2 separate regions of the Cyprinus carpio genome follow, and region 2 is linked to region 1. Evidence: chromatin contacts called from public Hi-C data. All regions are on one chromosome and are shown on one strand. Each heading gives the region's core, a stretch centred on a gene start, on an enhancer-like site or on the middle of the called end of the contact. The rest is flanking DNA. Distances are from core to core; before and after follow the strand shown.

Evidence for each region. Hi-C and Micro-C count contacts between places; a contact is called where the count stands out from the background.
Region 2: a contact with region 1 is called in a Hi-C map of red blood cells, with 4 times the contacts expected there. The contact joins the enhancer-like site here to the promoter of npy in region 1. A contact is called at or near these places in 2 of 8 Hi-C or Micro-C datasets (red blood cells and skeletal muscle).

What each region holds. Positions count from the first base shown.
Region 1 is chrA19:12,868,631-12,872,892 of ASM1834038v1, reverse strand. It overlaps npy (pro-neuropeptide Y), which reads left to right and starts at 1,792. Exons shown (of 4, transcript XM_019063564.2): 1 at 1,792-1,944; 2 at 2,261-2,448; 3 at 3,345-3,422; 4 at 3,601-3,999. The coding sequence starts at 2,261. The coding sequence ends at 3,625.
Region 2 is chrA19:12,910,085-12,914,346 of ASM1834038v1, reverse strand. LOC109060115 (insulin-like growth factor 2 mRNA-binding protein 3) reads right to left here. Exons shown (of 16, transcript XM_042776610.1): 4 at 666-717; 5 at 500-563. Among protein-coding and RNA genes, the nearest start is that of LOC109060115, 13 kb to the right of the region's middle. Within about 2 kb of position 1,881, at least 4 of the 8 cell types and tissues checked have an H3K27ac peak or open chromatin away from gene starts, as enhancers often do.

The DNA of each region.
Region 1 (4,262 bases), core at 543-3,042:
GTTGAATAAGCTTATGAAACACAATAATCACAGGCACATTATTTTCTAGGAAATTTGTTCTGACATACTTCGGCCATTTAAATGCTACTTCTTTTAACTCTATTTTTTAACAGCAGATTTAAACTGCAAACTCAAAATGCATGTTTCAGGCTATTATCATGCAGTTAACTCAAAATAATAAGGCAGACAGGACATTTTATTCTGTTATCAATAGACTACGCTGTTATGTTTTCAAAGCATACTGTAGTATTTTGTGGAAAAAAAGTGCAGGAAACATGGGTGGAATATATTTTAATGCAAGGAAGTACCTTAAGGTACTAATATGATGTCTTTTTGGGGAGAAAATTTACTTTTTTTCTTGTTTTGATGTGTGTACATATACTAGTAAAAAAAGAGAGAGAAAAAGTAAAAACTGCACCCTGTAAGTGTTAGTAAAAGTAATGGAAGTCTGCGTGAGTGGAAGCAGATGTGCAGCAATAAATGGAGATAAATTGGTGAATTCTGGAGAGGAATTCTTGAGGTGCTTCCTTTCAGAGCTCTATATACTGTTCATCAGCTAAGTATGAACGACAGATTGGCAAAGACAGATCGAAAAAGACCAAGAAAGTGAAAGGGATAAAATAGGACAAACTTCCCCATGTAACAACAACTAAAAATTGATTGTGCATGTAATTATCTACAGTTGATGATAACAAAGGAGGAGCTTCCGGCCCTCAGCCTCATTCTACAACACCAAGAACATATTATCACTATTGTCATTTTCGTGAAGACAGTTTTCCTTTGAAGAAGTGAAGGATTGTGTTTCTTACTGTGATGAACATACTCAGATGTACTCAGATAAACAGAAGCAAAGAGGATTAGACAGGTTACAGTGAAAATATTTTTCAACAAGACAGCAAATGATTTGGCACTTGATGCTTGGATAAGCAGCTGTCTGGAATGACTTTAGTTATACTGACAAATTATCCATACAAAGTTCTCAGCAGAGCACATGTACATACACACATAATTTCTCCATCACCAAAATCTCTTATTCTTCCTTATCGTGCATCCTTAACTCTTTTATCTTATGGTTTGAGCAAAATGGACAAAGGTTTTCTGGCAAAACTAATGCTAAAACTAAAGTTTTGTGTCATGCCTGATTAATTCAAATGCTTTACTCTCCATTTCAATGTATTTTTTATCATTCATTTCATCTGACTCCAGAAAGACATATCATTGTATAGTTTTTTGGTGATGTACATTTTACTTTATGCTTTTGATAAATTTATGGTTAATAGGGTATTATATGTTGACACTTGTCTCGTTTATGTCTATTTTTCATTGCAACGAATTTTAGGAGAAACATTAGACAAATGTGTCAGTATGTTCACATAAATGTGAACTGAGTTATGACAGAGCAATAAAGCTTTGGCATTATAGGCTATGATTAATATGCAATAGCATGACGATCATAAAATGGTTCTTTGTTCCTTATACTTTCTGGGATAGATGATAGAGTAAAGAGTTCATAAGCGATCTGGCAAATGAAACTTTGCTTATCAGGATCAGCATATCTGTAGATAGATATTAGGATGGTATTTTAAATAAATAGGAATCACAACAACCTAAGAAGTTTAAAAGGTGGAACCAAAATTGACAGTCTCAGATCATTGACTCTTAGTTCCTCTTGTGTTTAGTGCAAAATATCGTCCCTAGAACCTCCCACACATTCAAATGAGGACCAAACAACGCGTTTTTAAAGCACTGATGACAGAGGATTAATCCGTGACGCAGGCTCGCGCGCATCAAAAGAGTCGCGCGCAAGTTGCGCGTGGGCTCTGCTCTTTATGGCACGAGCTGCACAGGTATAAAACCAGGAGACGCACGACTTAGAATGCAGAAAATTGGAGGATTCAACACCCACTGAGCAAGAAGTTCAATCAAGACCTCATTCAAGGGAGTGTAAGTGTACCATTTTTATTAGACTTTCACATTTTGAAACTTTTTAAGCTTAATTTTATTTGAAGGTTTATTCTCTTTAGAAAGTAATGAAATGTGCCGGTATCACTATTAAATCTATTAGCATTATTAGATGACAAACTTAAAAGTTTTATGATGACAGAAACCCTATCATTTGTAATTTTATGCAAATCACAATCCAGCTCAAACGTTTTAAGATTGTTAACGTGTTAAGATTTGTTTTTATAGGGCTATGAGTTACTTTTACGGACATTATATTATGTGTTAGCGCAAACAGTTTTGCATTGTTTTATCTCAGATGCATCCAAACATGAAAATGTGGATCGGCTGGGCAGCATGCGCCTTCCTCTTGTTCGCCTGCTTGGGAACTCTAACGGACGGGTATCCGACAAAACCCGACAACCCTGGAGAGGACGCACCTGCGGAGGAGCTCGCCAAGTATTATTCTGCACTAAGACACTACATCAACCTCATAACAAGGCAGAGGTGAGTTCACTGTATATAATATACTCATCAAAAGAACTGGACAGAAATGTTCACAAATTCTTCCTCAAGTTGTTTCTGTCTCTCATGTCTGTTTTTCTCTGTTCTCAAAATCTCAAAACACATTTTCCTCTCATTCTGTTATCGACTGAAGTTAATTTGTATTTCTACAGATTTAGTGGTTTAAAAACACTAAAACGGCCCCTCCACATCGAAACCACTAGAGGCTGGAGAACTATAACATAGTCCTGTTTCTTTCTTTTCAAAAGAACTACTAATCCACAGATAAACCCCCGCTGACTGTCTAATTAACTGCAGCGTATTAAATGTGTGTTCTTTGTTGAGTTAAAACAGCAGGATGTGTTTTTTACTTACAAAATTCATTGTTGAATGCCATTAACGAGACGAAATACAGCCTTGTTTCTTTAAAGGTCTTTTGGGTACAAGCTAAAATTCCTCCGAATAAGTTAACTAAAACTTTTTTTTAGACTTCGGACTAGAAAATGGGGAGAACAAGTGAGCTGGAAATTAAGACTCGTCTTGGAGTTGTGAGAAACAAGTGAAAACTGAAATTGGGATTTACGTGAGAGGGAGGGAGGGGGATACATGTCGTTTGGTTTACAATAGTAGCCTATGAATAATGACATGTTTCAGCACAGTTTTCAGAGTTTCAGTTAGAGTCGTACTGCTTACAATACGGCAAACTGAAGTCGGGAACAAAAGTCGCTAAATATTTAAGTAGGCTGGTGTCAAACGTTTGATGGAGCGCCAATAGACGACTCCAGGTGCGCGACATGAAACTAAATATTCAGAATTATTTTGCAAATGTTGACTCCACTTACAAGTACTGTATAATTCTTAAACTGGTGTGATTTTTGCTTCTTTGTTCTGTTTGACAGGTATGGCAAAAGGTCCAGCGCTGACACCTTAATTTCAGACCTTCTGATTGGTGAAACAGAGTCCCACCCCCAGACAAGGTAAGATTTATAAACGGACTTTAGGTAGCTCATAATTGATTCTTTTATGGCAATATTATAAATAATCATAGTGTTCAACTCAAAATTCTTTGCTGTGAACAATGAAAACATGAAATTGTGACGGATGAACACTGCTTACGTTTTTGCTTAATAAGAATTTGTGGCTGTTTATTCACAGATATGAGGACCATTTGGTGTGGTGATCCCAGCAACTGTGTTAATCCAGTTATGTCCATGTGTCATCCTGTTAACTATTACGGCAACCATATCTCATAAAATTGAAATCTTCTGCATCATCAAGATCAGCAACTTGCTGTAAAGTACCACAGCCATCGTCAGGATAGTGAAAATACTGCAGAACATTCAAATAACACATCAAATCATCATGTCTGTACAATGCTTTTACATGGTCTTGTTGATGTGTGCTCTCTCTAGACTCATCGAAGTTCAGTCAGTTGTTCAATAAGGCAATTGTACAGAGACTTGTGTGTCATGTTCATTATAATCCTAAATATCAAAGGAGAACAGTACTGACTGCACAGTATAACCGTGCTAATAAAGCCCACTATATTTGAAAGCATCGTCTTTGTTTCCTGATTTCTGCTCTCAATAAAACATGTCAGTTGAGTTTAAGAATATTACCAGAGCCTGCAATGTTTCATGAAATGAAAAGGTAATAATATACTATAATAATATAATAAGTCTCTATTGTTCTGATGCCAAATATGTAATTGAGATATATAGTTGTTGGAAAGTTGTTTAAAGGTCTTCAATTTTGTATGGCAACAGATGACATGTTGGTCATATCAGTGTGTTTAGACTGTCAGGTAATTGTTGCTA
Region 2 (4,262 bases), core at 632-3,131, 41 kb before region 1:
ATTTAAAAGCACAGGTCCCCAGAAACAAGACAAAGGCCATGAAAATCATCTCTTCTTTTCCGCTTCCTTCTCAAACAGGACATATGTAAAACTTAAGCGAATCTGATGGATGGTGAAGGGGGGCGGGTTAAGAGCATAAGGTTTAGACGTGATGGAATGCCAGAGCCCTTTAAAGCCATCAAATCTTTCACTGACATCCACTTGCGAATGGTAACAGGAACTCCCTATTGTGCACAAACAACTGAGTCAGACTCTTTTATCCAAGTCTTTCCGTTCATTTAAAAGAGGCTTCTTTACCAACCCCTGTGACCACTCTGCAGTTCTACTAATCAAACAGTAGGTGGCACTGAATGAGTTATTATAATTGCTGAATAAACCCAAATAGCAGTGCATGTGGAACTGACAGTCTCACATTTCACTGCGAGATGTGGGACAGAGACGCTCTGGAGGGGGTGGGGTGGTGACTGCGCCGGCCGAATCCGAGGCGGATGATACTCACTCTCTGGCTTGGTCCTTAGCGGCATATCGCACGTTAACAACAGCGGTCTCCGTATCAGTGTTGACTGAAGATGGAAGAGAAAGGAGGAAGACAGAGGGGGAGAGATTAACTAATCTTTTAATATATGGATTACTAAAGTGACAATCTGCTGAAGAGCACACCCTACCTTGTTCACAGCTCTCCACTGTGCCGTACTGTGCTAACATCCCGTCTAAAACCTGTAGGTGAAGAGACACTTTCAGACTAATGTTGTAAGAGACTACAAATTGTGGTCAAGGTGGTATTACAAAAAAAAAAAAAAAAAACCCACACACCCATAATGCTGTGAAAAAGGTTGAATAGTTAAGTATTAAAGCCACAGTTCATCCAAAAATCATTTACACAACGTAATGTTGTTTCAAATTGACTTTCTTTTGTGGAAGCATTTTTTTCTGTTCATAAAATGAAAATCAGTGTTTTTTTCAAAATGTTAGCTTTTGGGTTGCACAGAAGAAAGCCATACAGGTTTGAAACGGATGAGAGTAAGAGACAATAATATACATTTTTTGGTCACAAAGTTGTGATGAAACGCAAGTAGCGATATTTCATGGGCCTCATTTATGAATTCTAAATAATCAAAATTCTATTCTTGCATAATTTGTTAATTCTACGCAACAGCTTATACAAGAGTTGTTTTTAATGAACATTTCATGATTGAGGCCCAATGATTTAAAAGCATAGTTCACCAATAGCATAGAAACAAAGCGTGACTTCCAAACACTATATTTTTTCCCATCAGTATTGTCCAGTTTTTGGGCAATAGCCAGATGTTTGAGACAAAGGACAAATTTACTGTGATGCACATCAAAGTGTAGCGGCTTGCCGAAAAACTGATTGACAATTGGGTTGAGGTGTTGGCGTTGCACTCAAATATGAACGTAGGCGAACATGTTCTTGCAGGAGCAGGTTTAAAGCAGACTAAGTGACTAAAGAAGTCCTGTATGTGGACCGATTAATCACACATAACGCATTTAGAAAATAAATATGGTGAATTTTCATTTCATGCCAACTTTAAACAGTTTGCTCTTGCTGATTTGGATCTTGACCAAAAATTTTAACTCAATAGCAACCTAAGCATTTGGAATCTCATACTCAAATAAGTGAAGAATTCAAGAAAGCACTGTTTTACACCTCATTCTCTGCAGTTCTTCGCTTCTGCCACTCCTGCCTTAGAGGAGGCGTGCAGGCGAACATTGAATAAGGGCAAAAGGAAACCTACAGGCTTAAACACACACCAGCCCCCTATACGTCACACATACTAATGCCCACAACCCCCCTAACCGCCACCACTTCCCTTCTCCATTCCAAGCCATCCTATTGGTTAGCGTGTGCATTACTATGGAATTCCCAGCAGCCATTGGGCACTTCCAGCCATTGGCTACATGACCAGTCAATCATTGAGTCCAGGCCAATAAGACCAGGCTTCCTTCAATCGGGTGAAAGAGGAAGGGGGTGTTGGCTTTCAGACACCATGCAGTGTGGAGAAGAAGGGGAAGTGGGGTTGATCTACACATTCTGGGCGTCCACACACGTAATAGGCCTGAAGCCAGATGGGGCAGCAGGCTAAAATCCAGCCGACTAAGCTCACCTGAGCCTAGTCACAAAGCAAAACGCATATCCCCAAATCTACATCATAACAGATAACACACACACACACACTTCAAGATCTCAATATGTGCCCACAGAAACAAGACAATAAAAACACAAATACCTTCTATCTGAACACAAGTGGCAGGTCAAACTCAAAGAAAAACAAAGGGAGAGATTAAATAACTAAATCTCGCTCGAGTAGGTACTTGACATTTTCGCAGCCTGACATCATGTGACTGCGGATTCATTTTGAGCTGAAATAAGAGAAGGAAAATTGTGCTATAAATTTAGCCATGTTTACTTGTAAATCCATGGGAAATGAAACTGTTACACATAATCTTAAATTCAACACGTCTAACTAAAGCCCTCGTGACATTTAGCATAATTTAGTACTTTAAGAAGTGTTTAACAGTTTAACTGAATGTGCATCTAAAAACAGCACCAAATCAGCATATTAGAATGACTTCTGTGACAATGAAGACTGAAATAATGGCTGCTGAAAATAAGTTTGCCAACACAGGAATAAATCACATAAAATATATTATAACATAAAAAGGAGTTAAATTGCAATAATTCACCAAAATATTACAGGTTTTCAATGTATTTTGTTCAAATAAAAAGCAGCCTTGGTGAGCATGTGAGCTTAAAAAAAAAAAAAATTAAAAAAAAAAGAAGTACTGTCCCCAAACTTTAGAAACCGTAATATATGCTAAAATAATGCTTTCTTCATGTCTAGCTTTTGCTTTTACAAATAGACTACAGATTAAAATAAATAAAAAGTGAGCCTTTATGACCTTTTGAAAAAATATTTTTCATATACCAAAATGGAAGGTTAAGTCACCACAGGTTCCCTCTGGAATTACCAATGGCTTTTTAGAAACTGTTTCAGATTTTCAGAAGACTTTAAAAGACTCCGATTTTGTTCTAACACAGTCATAGGTTAGGGTTAGGAAAATAATTAAAACCCTAACCCAGTTTTTTACTACAAATCTTGAAGTGCTACATAAGCTACTACATGGGGAATTAATGGCTGATTGCTTTGTCAAGAACGGGGGGAGGGAGTGGACTACAACAGTTCTCTTCCCAGTCTGCACCTGATGCAACCATGTATCGCTGAATTTTAATGATCTACTATGTGCCTTCTGTCATCTGATTGATAGAATTATAATAAAAGGCCTTTTACTTAAGTATTCCTGCCATGGTACGTTTTTGCTGTGAAATCTTCTACAGGCTTTTATAAAGTAAACGTAAAAAGAAAAATTCATATTGTTAGTAACATTTCAAGATGAGCATCTACAGGACTGAAGCAGGTTTACTTGATTATCCATATTAGAAAAAACTAAAATTGTTAAAATTTAATTATACATCAGGCTTTTGAGGAACGTTTATTTGTACATCACTTAATCATCACTGTATTGCACTGCATTATATGTTTGCCCTCCCACAAATACTACAGACCTTTGATAAAACCAAGCATTTAAATATTATCTCAAGACGTATATTGTGAGATATAGCATGAAAACTGATTTATATAAAATTCACGCAAGTAGTTTGCTATACGATATATATATATAATATAATATAATATATAACTATCAGAATGTAACCTTACTTTTTGGTCATAAATATCAGCAACCGCACCAAACTGCATATTTTTGCAGTTTTGGACCTCTGAATAAAATTTAGGAACCATATTATCATATGTATCAAATATATCACTTAAAATATATTTTTTTTGTGTGTAAAGGTTTAATAAATAAAGGTTTAAAAAAAAACATTATAAGTAAAAACAATATTATATGTCAGCCTTTACAGAGTTAAACATAATACATTGTATTGACTAGGAACACTTCACTCATCATGATCGATACATTGATATAGACTTTAAATCATCTCAATGCTTCGTATATTGCAGCTTTGATTTACTGTGATGGCAAACAATCCCATTATACTTTTACTCATTTTAGCTGTAATAAAATAAAAGACTATAATAAAATAAAGACTGCTGCAAACACAGGGCCCAAAATGAACAAATGTGAGGAAAGGGGAAGGACGTTTAAGTGAGTAAATAAAGAGTTTGTAGCTTAAATTTACTAAAAAAACCCAAATTTATAAATATGATAGTCTAAACCTA